2 separate regions of the Mus musculus genome follow, and region 2 is linked to region 1. A link is a contact called in public promoter capture Hi-C data. All regions are on one chromosome and are shown on one strand. Each heading gives the region's core, a stretch centred on a gene start, on an enhancer-like site or on the middle of the called end of the contact. The rest is flanking DNA. Distances are from core to core; before and after follow the strand shown.

Region 1 (5,078 bases), core at 1,643-4,142:
TCGAGTATCCACAGTCCAAAGTGTTTTGAGTGCTGGTATGCTATCAGAAGTAGAAAATGTGTCTTCAGTGGACCTGAATAAATGCAGATACACTAAAAGTATCATAGAAGGTACTAAGGAAATGGCTTGGTGGCCATGAGTGCTTCTCACATAAGCATGAGAACCTGTGTTTGGATCCCTAGCATCTCCACAAAAGGCCAGACATACAATATCAGCACCTACAATCCCAGTCTTGGAGGCAGAGACTGGAGGATCTGTAGAGGTGACATGGCTCTCACTAGCCTACCAATCTAGGCAATTGGTGAGCTCCAAATTCAGCAGAGACATAGTCTCAAAAAGTGATATGGATAGTAAAATAAGCACAAAATAAGAAGTGGAGGAAGACACCCAATGTCACCCAATGTCTGGCCGCCATAAGTCATGCATAAGTACACACACACACACACACACACACACACACACACACACACAAATGCATACATACATGTACCACACATACAAAGCACAGAAATTGTATTATAGAACATTACTTTCAGACTGTGTTATAAGATGTATAGGAAACAATTCTGGGTTTGAAATTGGGTCTTATCACCAAAATATCTCATTATATATGTGTGAATATTCCAAAGTGCAAAAAAAGCATTTTAACTGGTTTTTTAATTAACTTTGAGCTCATCAAGCTGAGGAATGGATCCTGGGCCAAAGAAATTTTACCAAGGAAAATAACGCATTATGAGTTTTCTTGTCAACTAGCCCTCCCACAGTGGCACATGCCTGAGTTGCCAGGAATAACAGGTAGTTCTTACTACAACAGGACCACTTAACAAAGAGTTCTAAAGCAATCTTTGGAGCTCATACAAGGTCAGCTCAGGTTCTGACTGATCTGATTCCAGGCTACTTGAAGCACTCTGCCAATGGACTGCATCACATACCACCCTCTTGGGGACACTCATGAACCAGTAGGATATCTGAGGCCTGCTCCTCTCAGAGAGTCAGACGATGAAAGAGAATAAGAACAGGAAAGGGGTTTTCTGCTGTGGGCTCCAAGTCCTGGTTTATTCCATTGATTAATAACTCTCACGGCCTAGGGAAACATTCTACTTTTTTAGTAAAGAGAACTCTATTAGCATAATAAAGAATATGTATCCTGGGAGGTGGGAAGTATTGGGGTCATTACTGTAAGCCACTACACTCAGTTAATTGCATCTGCTAACAAAGCCCCGATATGGACCAAAGTCAGAGTGTCAAAGGGAGAACTGAAGACACAATTATTTAAAGCAATGTGGTAGTTTCATAAGTGAAACAGATCTTGTAATATTAGAAATAAATTATTTAAGATGACATTAAGTCAAGTATAACTGCACATTTTCATACATATTTGCCTCGGCAAACCATCACAAAACTGTTATGGCAATTATTAATGCCATCAAGATATATAATGAATAAAATGACTTGCCAACGGACACACAGACACCAAGGAAATGCAGCGTTTCAAGCAGACCATCAGGTGCCACTTCTGTGTCCCACCACCACCACAGTTGCTTTGCTGGGGAGACAGTCTAGAGAGAATGGTTGGTGTGAGATAGTCTAACCGGAACACAGGAAAGGGTTGCCAGTCCCCACCTGTTGGTGCCGGGGTTCTGTAATCACACAGCTCCTGCTCTGTTCTCAGCTGGAGCTAAGACAGATCCATCCCTACTCCTGCTTTATCTCAGGCCTGTTTAGAACAAGTGTGTCAAGAGTGTGGAAGCACCTCTGCTTCGTTTCTTAAAAGATTTATTTATTTGCATTTTATGTGTTGTGGGTGTTTTCCCAGCATGTATGTATGTATGTATGTGCATCACATGCAAGCCTCGTGCCTCTGGGCCAGAAGAAGACAGGAGATCCCTGGAACTGGAGTTACAGTTGATTGTGAGCCACTGCCCGGTGCTGGGATTGAACCCAGTCCTATGCAAGAGTAATGACTGCTCTTAACCACTGGTCCATTTCTCAGGGCCCCTTCTCTGCTTTTCTGACTGCTCTGCTGAAAAGCTGGATAAACAGGAAAACAGAAGCAAACTGGAACCAAAATCCAGAAGGCAGTAACCGAGATGTGGTTTCTGCTACGCTTCGCAATACCATAGTATACCGGAAAGATCAATGAACTCTCAGCTTTCTACTTCATAGATTTTCGATGGGAGACTGGATCTACTGTGCGAATGTATTTGAGAACACACATGTAAACACAACTACTGTGGGAGTGTAAAGGGGAGCATACACTTGGGTTGGTTATGAAAGCTTCCATAGGAAGAATAGGATCATTCTTTGCAACGGGAGTCATTTTTCTGTCCACCAAAAGCTGAACTCCACTAAACCACTCCTATCTTCCAATATGTGCCCTACACAAAGCAAAGTGTCTTTCTGGTTGAGATCTGGAATACTCTAGCTTCTGCTGGAGGTCTCCCTCAGGCCAAGTCTGAAATGCCTCTAGTCAGTAGACACACTGCCTGCTTGAGAATCTGTTCCTCCCTTGCTCAAGTTCTTTCCCAGGTGCTGCCCTGGTCTGACGCTTACTGTGGTGTAAGTAGGGGTTTTGCTACTTTAGCCCACTAGAGCTGGGTAGTGATGAGGGCAAGAGGCTATACTGTTTGAAAGTACAGTACCCGCTTTCCACCTTCTGGGAGTTCAAAAACTAGTGGGATTTTTCTCTTAGGCAAACTCAGAATCTCCCTGGGCGGCTCTCTGCAAAGAGCGGCCCCTTCCGTTGGCTACTCCCCCTGAGTTAGCAGTTTCTGGAGTCCAGAGCACTAGACGTTGGGGGCGGGCCAGCCCAAGGGGCTGCCTTCCCCCGCAGTGACGTCCCAGGGGGTGGATGGGCAACCAACGACTCAGAGCCCTCCCGGACTCCGCCCAGTGCGGGGTCTGTGGATCCTTGGGAGATGCAGCTGCCTTGGTTGCAGTTGCTCAAACGCAGTCGTCTACTTGCCCACTTCTCTGCCTTAGTCCCAGGGTGTCGGGAGGCACTGGAGTCCAGCCATGCAGCCGGGAGCAGCGCTGCAGGCTATGTTGCTGGCGGTGCTGCTGGCCAAACCGAGGGATTCGAAGGGTCGCCTGCTGAGCGGTGAGTGTGTGTCCTGGGGGAGAGGGCTGGTGCCAGAGCACCTGGGGTTGATGCACCCAGTAAACCTCAGCAGTTGAGGACTGTCTTCAGGGTCACTGCACCCTGGCCCCTTTATGTAGTGGGGCAATCCCCAGATCCAACCCCGGACCCAATCAGCCTTCTTGAATTCTCTGCTTCCAGGGAGCAAAAATGCAACCAGCTCCAGTTCCTGGGGCCACCCTAGGTATCCGCAACGCTGGAAGTCAGTTCTCTCCCCGGGGTTACTAAGGGGTGAGGAGGATGTAGCTTGGGTGGGGCAGTTGGCAAACTTCTTCCAGTGAGTGCCCCTTGAGCGCCATGCTGCCTGGACCCTTCTAGTGGAGGCAGCCGATCCTGGATCCGCAGGGCTATGGGAACTGTACCTGTTACTCTCCTCTGAGGGGAGGGTGGCTGGCCTGGAAATGCTTGGAGATTGGGAAAGCGCCTAGTTAGCCAGGAACCAGCCCTGCCAGGCTCCAAGAGTGACTCTCTGCTTCCTTCCCTGTGTGTGTGTCACTGCAGCCTCGGACTTGGACCCCAGAGGAGGTACAGTGGTCCGACTTCTTTCTTGTTCCACTAGGTCTGCATGGGGCGCGGGGGTGGGGGGGGGGGTTGGGGGGTGGGTGGGAGGAGCGTGGGCGGGGAGCGATCGGTATCTTTTTATCAGGTTCCCTTTGGCCAAGAGGGATGGAGTAGAATTGGAATCTCCACTGTATTCTAGCTTGTGGGTCTGGTTTAAGAAATCTAACTTTGGTTTCAGGATTGGGAGGGGGTGTTTGGCTAAGCAGAGGAGCTGCTGACGCCACTGGGAGGGTTAGGGCTGCATGGCTCTGTGCTTGGTGACAGGAGACCTCCTGCCTGCCCTTCCCCTTCCTGCAAATGAGAAAAGAAAGACACTTCCTGAAGGCAGGGGAACCAGATGGGTCCTGGGCCTCCTTCCAGCTCTGGTACTCCCTAGAACTCACTAGCATACACTAGACATATGCCGCCAGCCTGGACCATACAGGAAACTCTATCAAGGTGTTAAGCTTTCTCTTGGCAGTCTGGCCTGGAAAGGCAGGCGGGACCACTAGTAAAAGCAACTGCAGCTTCTCTTGTACCAGGTTTGGGGGTGTTCAGGGCTCTTTGCAGTCCTCCAATGCCTGCATTCTCCTCTCTGGAACACTTCCCCGGTGAGAAGCCCAGCATCTGAGCACTCTCATCCGCTGGGAGCCTGTTCTGTTAGAAACCTCTAACAAGGCAGGCAAGTACAGGATGCTCCCAGCTCCTTGTCCACTGAGAGTTTATCAAAGCATGGAGATTTGGGGAGAATCTTGTATAGCTCCCTCATAGATAGCACTGTCTGTGGCCTTTTGGTTTGTATGCTGGACAATTAATGGACATAAAAAAAAAAAACCATCGTCTGGCTTTCTACAGAGCTGAAATCTTGGGGATATTAAAACATTCCAGAAAGTCTGACAATATAAAATCATTTACGCCTTCTTCCATGGCAGCAATTCACACCTGTAGCCTGAAGTTTGGCTCTTTCATTACAGGGACTGGTTTCCTTGTTGAAATTTGGTTTTTATTTTGTACCCTTACATCCAGAATCATGCTGTGGGCTCCTGTGGGTTAGGAATTGGCATTTCTGTATTCTCAATACCTAGCACACCAAGCGAGGGGGATTTACCCAATAAATGCTGACTGAACAGAGGGGTGACTGGGATGGGTTTCAGCTGCAGCAAGACTCCAGTCATCCAGATACAAGCTAGGGCAGCCTGTGCTAGTGAACAGCTTGCTACTTGCTGCTCAGTGGAATCTCATCCATTTTTCTGAAACAGTCTTCAGTCCTTCAAGTGTCAATCAAATGAGAGATGGGCTCCCAGTGCAAGCTGAGTCTGTAGGGGAATGTGGAGCCATCAAGACAGTTCAGTGGTTCTGGTATGACTCAATACTCAGATCTGGATTCTGCCTCTGCTAA
Region 2 (5,531 bases), core at 1,298-3,797, 200 kb before region 1:
ACCCTGAATGCTTGTATCACCCCCAGAGACCCTTTAGCTGAGCTGTTTGTTAGATACTCTATATCTAATATACTATGTCTGATATATTTTTAAGTTTTCAGACTTTTTTCTAAAGATTTTTTAATCTAAAGCTTGGGTTTTTGTTTTGGTTTGGTTTTGGTGTTTTTTTTTTTTTTTTTGGCTTTTGTTTGGTAGGTTTATTTTTTGTTTTGTTTGCACTTCAGACAACTCGGGGATTAAAAGAGAGAGGCCTATACCATCACTTTATCTGCATTCCTGGAAACCTCCTAGTTATTTGCAAAGGGGACCCTTCTGTCCCCCTGTGACATCTTGACCTGACATTCCATATCACTCCAGTCTCTTCATCCTTCAAATCACAGGACAGAGAGCAACTCAGGCAGAGCTTCCAAAATACACATCAGCATGGGTCGGAGTTACTCATATTCATGAGGGATCCAAGAAGACAGGTTGGTTCCAAATTCCTCCTACCTCTCTCCTCAGAGCCTTCAAAAGAAAGAAAGAAAGAAAAAACCATGCCCTTCCTCTAAAGGAAGCAGGAGTTCTATGAGGTAAAAAGTCTGGGGTTCGAGGAATTAAAAACAAGCCAAAACATAGGAATAGGGATTGCCACAATGCAGCAGTGGAAACCTGGCCTAAAGGAATCTCAGGTGGGTCAAGGAAGCTGTGCTGGTCTACAGCTCCAAAGAGCAAAGAGCGCTGATGTTTAAGGACTGCTTGCTGGAAGCCCAGTGTCTGTGACCTAGCAGGAGGGAGGATGCAGACTGGACAGGCAAGCCTTGTGGCCAGGCAGGGCCAGAGGGATACAAAGCACAAAGTTTTGGCCTCTGCCGTCCTCTGACCTGCAGCCTGGGCCCAAAGTGGCTCTTTGCTGTGCCACACCCTCTGTCTGCCATGTTCATTCCCCAAAACCTGCCATTTCCCCTTAAAATGGAGAGTGGACAAGAGAGATTCAATGTGGCTGTCCAACCTGGTTCAGGTGGTCCACAGGGAACAGCCTAGGTCAGTGGGGACTTCAGGGCAGCCTTTGAGGCACTAACATAGAGCATCTTTGAGGACACCTGCTCTGCCTGTGGGCAGGTGGACAAAATGTTTAAAATAGGAGAAAAGCAAGGGTCAGGACCCAAAGGGATCTCCCTCTCTGTTTCTCTGGACTCTCTGTGAGGTGCCTGTGTGCAGGATTTCTGCAGAAGATAGTCCATTTTGTTAAGCCTTTGAATATTCAAATTGAAAGTATCGCGCAATCATTGATTGTCAAATCATGGGTTTCTAGAGGTTTTAAATACTTGGCATGAGGGGGAAAAAACTCAAACCTATACCCGAAGGTATAAAACATTAATTCTGTGTGTCTCCTGATCCAGGGACCTGGGTGCTGCCTCGTGTTTTGTGAAACTTTAAAAATGTCGCATCTCTGCCTTTCTCCCTGCACAGGAGCCTTCCTAGGTGCTGAGTCTCTGAAGCTGCAGCATCCAGTCTCCAGCCCAGCTCCTGCTGACCAGGATGTCGGGTAACTCAGATGCTTTTCCAGGGGTCGGGTCATGAGGGCCAGGGGCACTTGGATCCGAGTGTATTTCCTCTGCTTTTCCTGCGTATAACAGAGAGGCACAAAGTCAGGGAATAATAGTCAGGGCCGGGCATGGATCCAGAGAGGACGCGATCCCGCTGTGTCGGGTCCCTCTGGGTGACTGCCCCCCAGAGCAGAGGCCCAGAGACCCATAAGGCCACTCCGGACAATCGAGTCCCCCACGCCCCTGCCTGCCCTTTCACTTTTCCACCTTGGAGTCCTGGGAATTTGGAGGCGCCGACCTTGTGAGCCCAGAAGCGGCGGCGCGGGGGAGCTAGAGGCTCACGGTGAGCCCTGGACTGGAGCAGGACGCACCCGGCAGGGAACTGGGCTGGGGCTGGTCCCGCGTGGACCCCGAGGCGCGCCCGCGCTGCCTGCAGATCCCAGAGCCGACCCAGACAGTGGGGATGGGAGGAAAGGAGACTGGAGCGGAGTGGGCGCGTCCTGGCACTGCAGCAAGACAAACCGATGCCCAGGACCGGGAAGAACAGCGCACTAACTTTCCTTAGGGATCCTAACTTTCAGGATCTGGCTCGTGGGTGGGGGTCTCCCTGCTGTCCAGCCGCGGTCCCTACACTAACCAGGCGAGGCGCTGGTGGCCTGGCACTGTCTCCAAACGCCTAGGCCAGGGGCCACTGTGCTCCGCCCCTCCCCGTGATTCTAATAAGCGCTCTCTCCAGGGTCAAGGTCGGGTGGGAGTCACACTGGGCTTCTAAGTCAAACTCTATTCGGAAAGTGCCTCTGCCGGGTCTAGCCTGGCCTAACAACCAGTCAGACCTACTCACTGCGCTCTGCCGGGACCCCAGGCGGTCACCGGTCCCTCCCAGCCGACCCCCGCCTAGCACAGCCGGCTACTTGGGCTCTCCCAGGTCTCCCGGCCCAGCTCTGCCGGCTCAGGGGCGGCCCCTTCCGGAGGGCTGCCTCTAGGCGACTGCGCGGTCCTAGGGAGCCTCGGGATGCCATTACTCCAGAGCTGCAGCTCTTGCTGGAGAACTCTCCACAGCTCAGTTCTCCAAAAGCCTGCACCGGAAAGGGAGGGGGTGGGAAGAGATGAAGAGAGCGACAGAGTCGGAGACTAGAGGGAGGAAGGGGGTGAGGAAGAAAAGACATTTTTGAAAAAGAGAAAGGACCGACAGGAGACTATTTCCCGATCTTGGCTCCTTTTCTGGGGTCAGTGCAGTAAGTCCTTAACAGGGCCAGGACAGACTGACTGCCCCGACCCCTGTAGCTTGTCGCTTGTTTCAGGGCTTGCTTCCAGACCAAGGGCACCACAAATAAAGGTTGTACTTCCCCAGAAGCCATGCCTGGATTGATAGAGGAATACAGTGGGGCGGGGGGCATGGGGAGAGGGGCTGTTGTTCACATTATGGTGAGGTCCGCGAGATCAGTTGGAAACAGAGAGCACCCCAGATCCACAAGCTGAGCCGGAACCCCAGATTTAATATCGTAGCCAAAATAGCAGGCTTGTTTGACCTCCCTCCACATTCCAGAGCAGAACAGCTGGTACTGTCCTGAGGATGGGGCCCAGCTAGGGATGAATAATTTCATAGATGCCCACAGATACTGTTCCCACTAGGACCCTGAAGCACCTGCCTGTGCTTAACCTTTTCTAGTTTGAGAAATGTGGGTATTTTTTAACGTTATCTTTTCTTTCTTTTTCTTCTTCTTCTTTTTTTTTCTTTTCTTTTTCTTTTTTCATTCTCTTCGTGTGTTCTGCAAAGGTAGAAACTTGGCCTTGGGTATCCTAGCCTTACCAAGGGAACCCTCACTGTATCCCCTTGACACCCAAGCTTTGAAACTGACCACTAACCCTGTTGCCTCTCCCCAGAAAAACCTAAGGTGTATCAAGGCGTCCGTGTGAAGATGACCGTGAAAGAGCTTCTGCAGCAAAGAAGGGCACACCAGGCCACCTCAGGGGCAAACGTAAGCACCACCCTCTCCGTCTCTGTCCCTCCCAGTCCATCGAAGGCTTCGTTCAGCCCTGTGTCAGGGAAGATGCAGAGGCCACCCATAAGCACAGCCCTGTTCAGGGATTCTTACATCTGTCCCCAACTTCCCAGGTCACCATAGGCAGCCACCAAAACCTGTGGGACATGGTGTAGGGCTCAGGACTGTGGGAGGCTCACCTCTCACTGCTCATAGCTGAGTGGGGAAGGCTTCTTGGTCCTCTGCAAGGAAGAGAGGCAGCCAACAGGTTAAATATGTTTTTATAGTGTTAAGAGAGTATAGATACAGCCCCAACAAACTCATTGAAAAAAAATTATCTCCCAGAAACCCACCTAGTTTCTCTGTAATTTAGGCTCTGAGGTCATGTATATGAAAAACCAGCAGTCACTGGAAGTCTCTGGAAGAAAAGGCCTCTCTCTCTGGAATACACAGAACTATGACAGAACTGATCTGGGTAGTCATAAGACACTCTGACACCTCACATTTATAACCCAAGTGCTTGGGGCAGCTGCAGAACCATGTAAACTAGGCGTGCTTGTCCACCGAGAGAGAGTTCAATTTGAAGAGCCTTCTACACGTGACACTGTTAGTGCTTGTGGGTAGGTGTAGGTGTGGAGGGAGGATCAGACAGGATTCCAGTCATCTATGACTTCACTGGTCTGGTCAGCATGTGATCCTGTGCAAGTTCCATGTTGGACTTCATGAATGGAACTTTGGCACCTCAAGCAACAGGAGGGAGAAATTATGGAGTGATGGTGAGATAGGTTTCTGAGCCAGAGGACTTGGGCTTAGTTCTCAGTGACTCTGTGGCACGTGTCCTCCGATACATTGACTTACTAGAGGCTTCTTTGTCTGTTCCCCTAATTGTTCTGTTGAAAGCTAAGAAGAGTTGTATAAAGGCTAAATAAGTGTTTAGGGGCATTCTCCACAGAGAGTGCTCAACAGATCACTAAAGTAAATTCCAACCAAGGGTGGATGGGCCGTTTGCACTAATGTGTATTACACCTTTCTCTCAGAACTTAGAGTTGAAGCACATTTGCTATGATTTGATACACACAGCTAGATAAATTAGTTGTCCCCATTTGCAGAATATCAGGCAACAGTAGAATGTTCTTATAATACTAAGGTGGATTTTCAGTGATTCTTTGTTCAAAGTACCTTTGTATATTCATTATTTCATTTGATTGTAATGATCAGATGACATGAAGAGATCAGAAATCTGTATGCCTCATGACAGCTAAGATCCAAAGTCTTGAAGTTAGAAACAGGCTAAAGGTAGAAACAAGATCATCTTATTTTTCAGTATTGGCTCTCTAAACTCATCTTTCTACAGAGCCGATCATACTAACAGGAGTTTAATAACCTCAGTAGTTCATAACTATACCATTAATAAAACGAGGACCAGGAGCTTGGTACTTGCAGAACTCGGCTTCAGCCATACCCAGAGCATCCCACTTAGGCAAAGCAATCCTGTGGCTGTTGGGTTCTTAGAATTGGTGTGACCACCCTTGGCTCATAGCAGAGTACAGGGCAAGAGGAAGGATTGCATCTCAGTACTTGACCAGGCTCTGATCTTGAGAGAAGTCTCATTTGCCATTTTCTGAGTTCCCTGTGAGAATGAAGCAAGCCTTCAGAACCAATGTCTATTAAGAACATAACGCTGCTTTCTGGGATATGCCCTACTGTGCTTCCTAGAAAGTTCTCATCCCCGCCCCTTCCAGCTCACAGGAGTCATGTACATAGAATTTCAGTAGGAGACCCAGATGTAAAATCTCTTTCTGAGAGCAAACAGAAGGATTTTGGAATTCTGGGACTGCTACACAGTGTACCCAGTCAGCAAGGGTGATAGATAGCACCCCAGGGAGAATAATGTATGCCTGCTCCAGGCAGACCTTTCTAGTTTAACAGAGACTATATCCAACTTGGTCCAACATTAAAGACATCTCTGGGAAACAGTAATCCAAGAGAGAATTAATTGTGCCAAACACTGCAAAGCAAGAGT

What was found. Capture Hi-C pulls out chosen DNA fragments and counts their contacts.
Region 2: a promoter capture Hi-C map of liver shows a contact between it and region 1. The contact joins the promoter of Colca2 here to the promoter of Layn in region 1. A contact is called at or near these places in 14 of 39 promoter capture datasets (the 3T3-L1 cell line, cranial neural crest, embryonic stem cells and 7 more), 4 of 484 Hi-C or Micro-C datasets (all in embryonic stem cells), 2 of 115 datasets of contacts at active chromatin or transcription factors (astrocytes and embryonic stem cells) and 3 of 9 other capture datasets (adipose tissue, liver and pancreatic islet).

The regions. Positions count from the first base shown.
Region 1 is chr9:51,074,908-51,079,985 of GRCm38.p6, reverse strand. It overlaps Layn (layilin), which reads left to right and starts at 2,892. Exons shown (of 8, transcript NM_001033534.1): 1 at 2,892-3,100; 2 at 3,641-3,664. The coding sequence starts at 3,016.
Region 2 is chr9:51,275,570-51,281,100 of GRCm38.p6, reverse strand. It overlaps Colca2 (COLCA2 homolog), which reads left to right and starts at 2,547. Exons shown (of 5, transcript NM_001195681.1): 1 at 2,547-2,761; 2 at 3,411-3,505. The coding sequence starts at 3,446. It overlaps Gm32819 (a long non-coding RNA gene), which reads right to left. Exons shown (of 9, transcript XR_003948163.1): 2 at 3,862-5,138; 3 at 3,709-3,750; 4 at 1-3,563.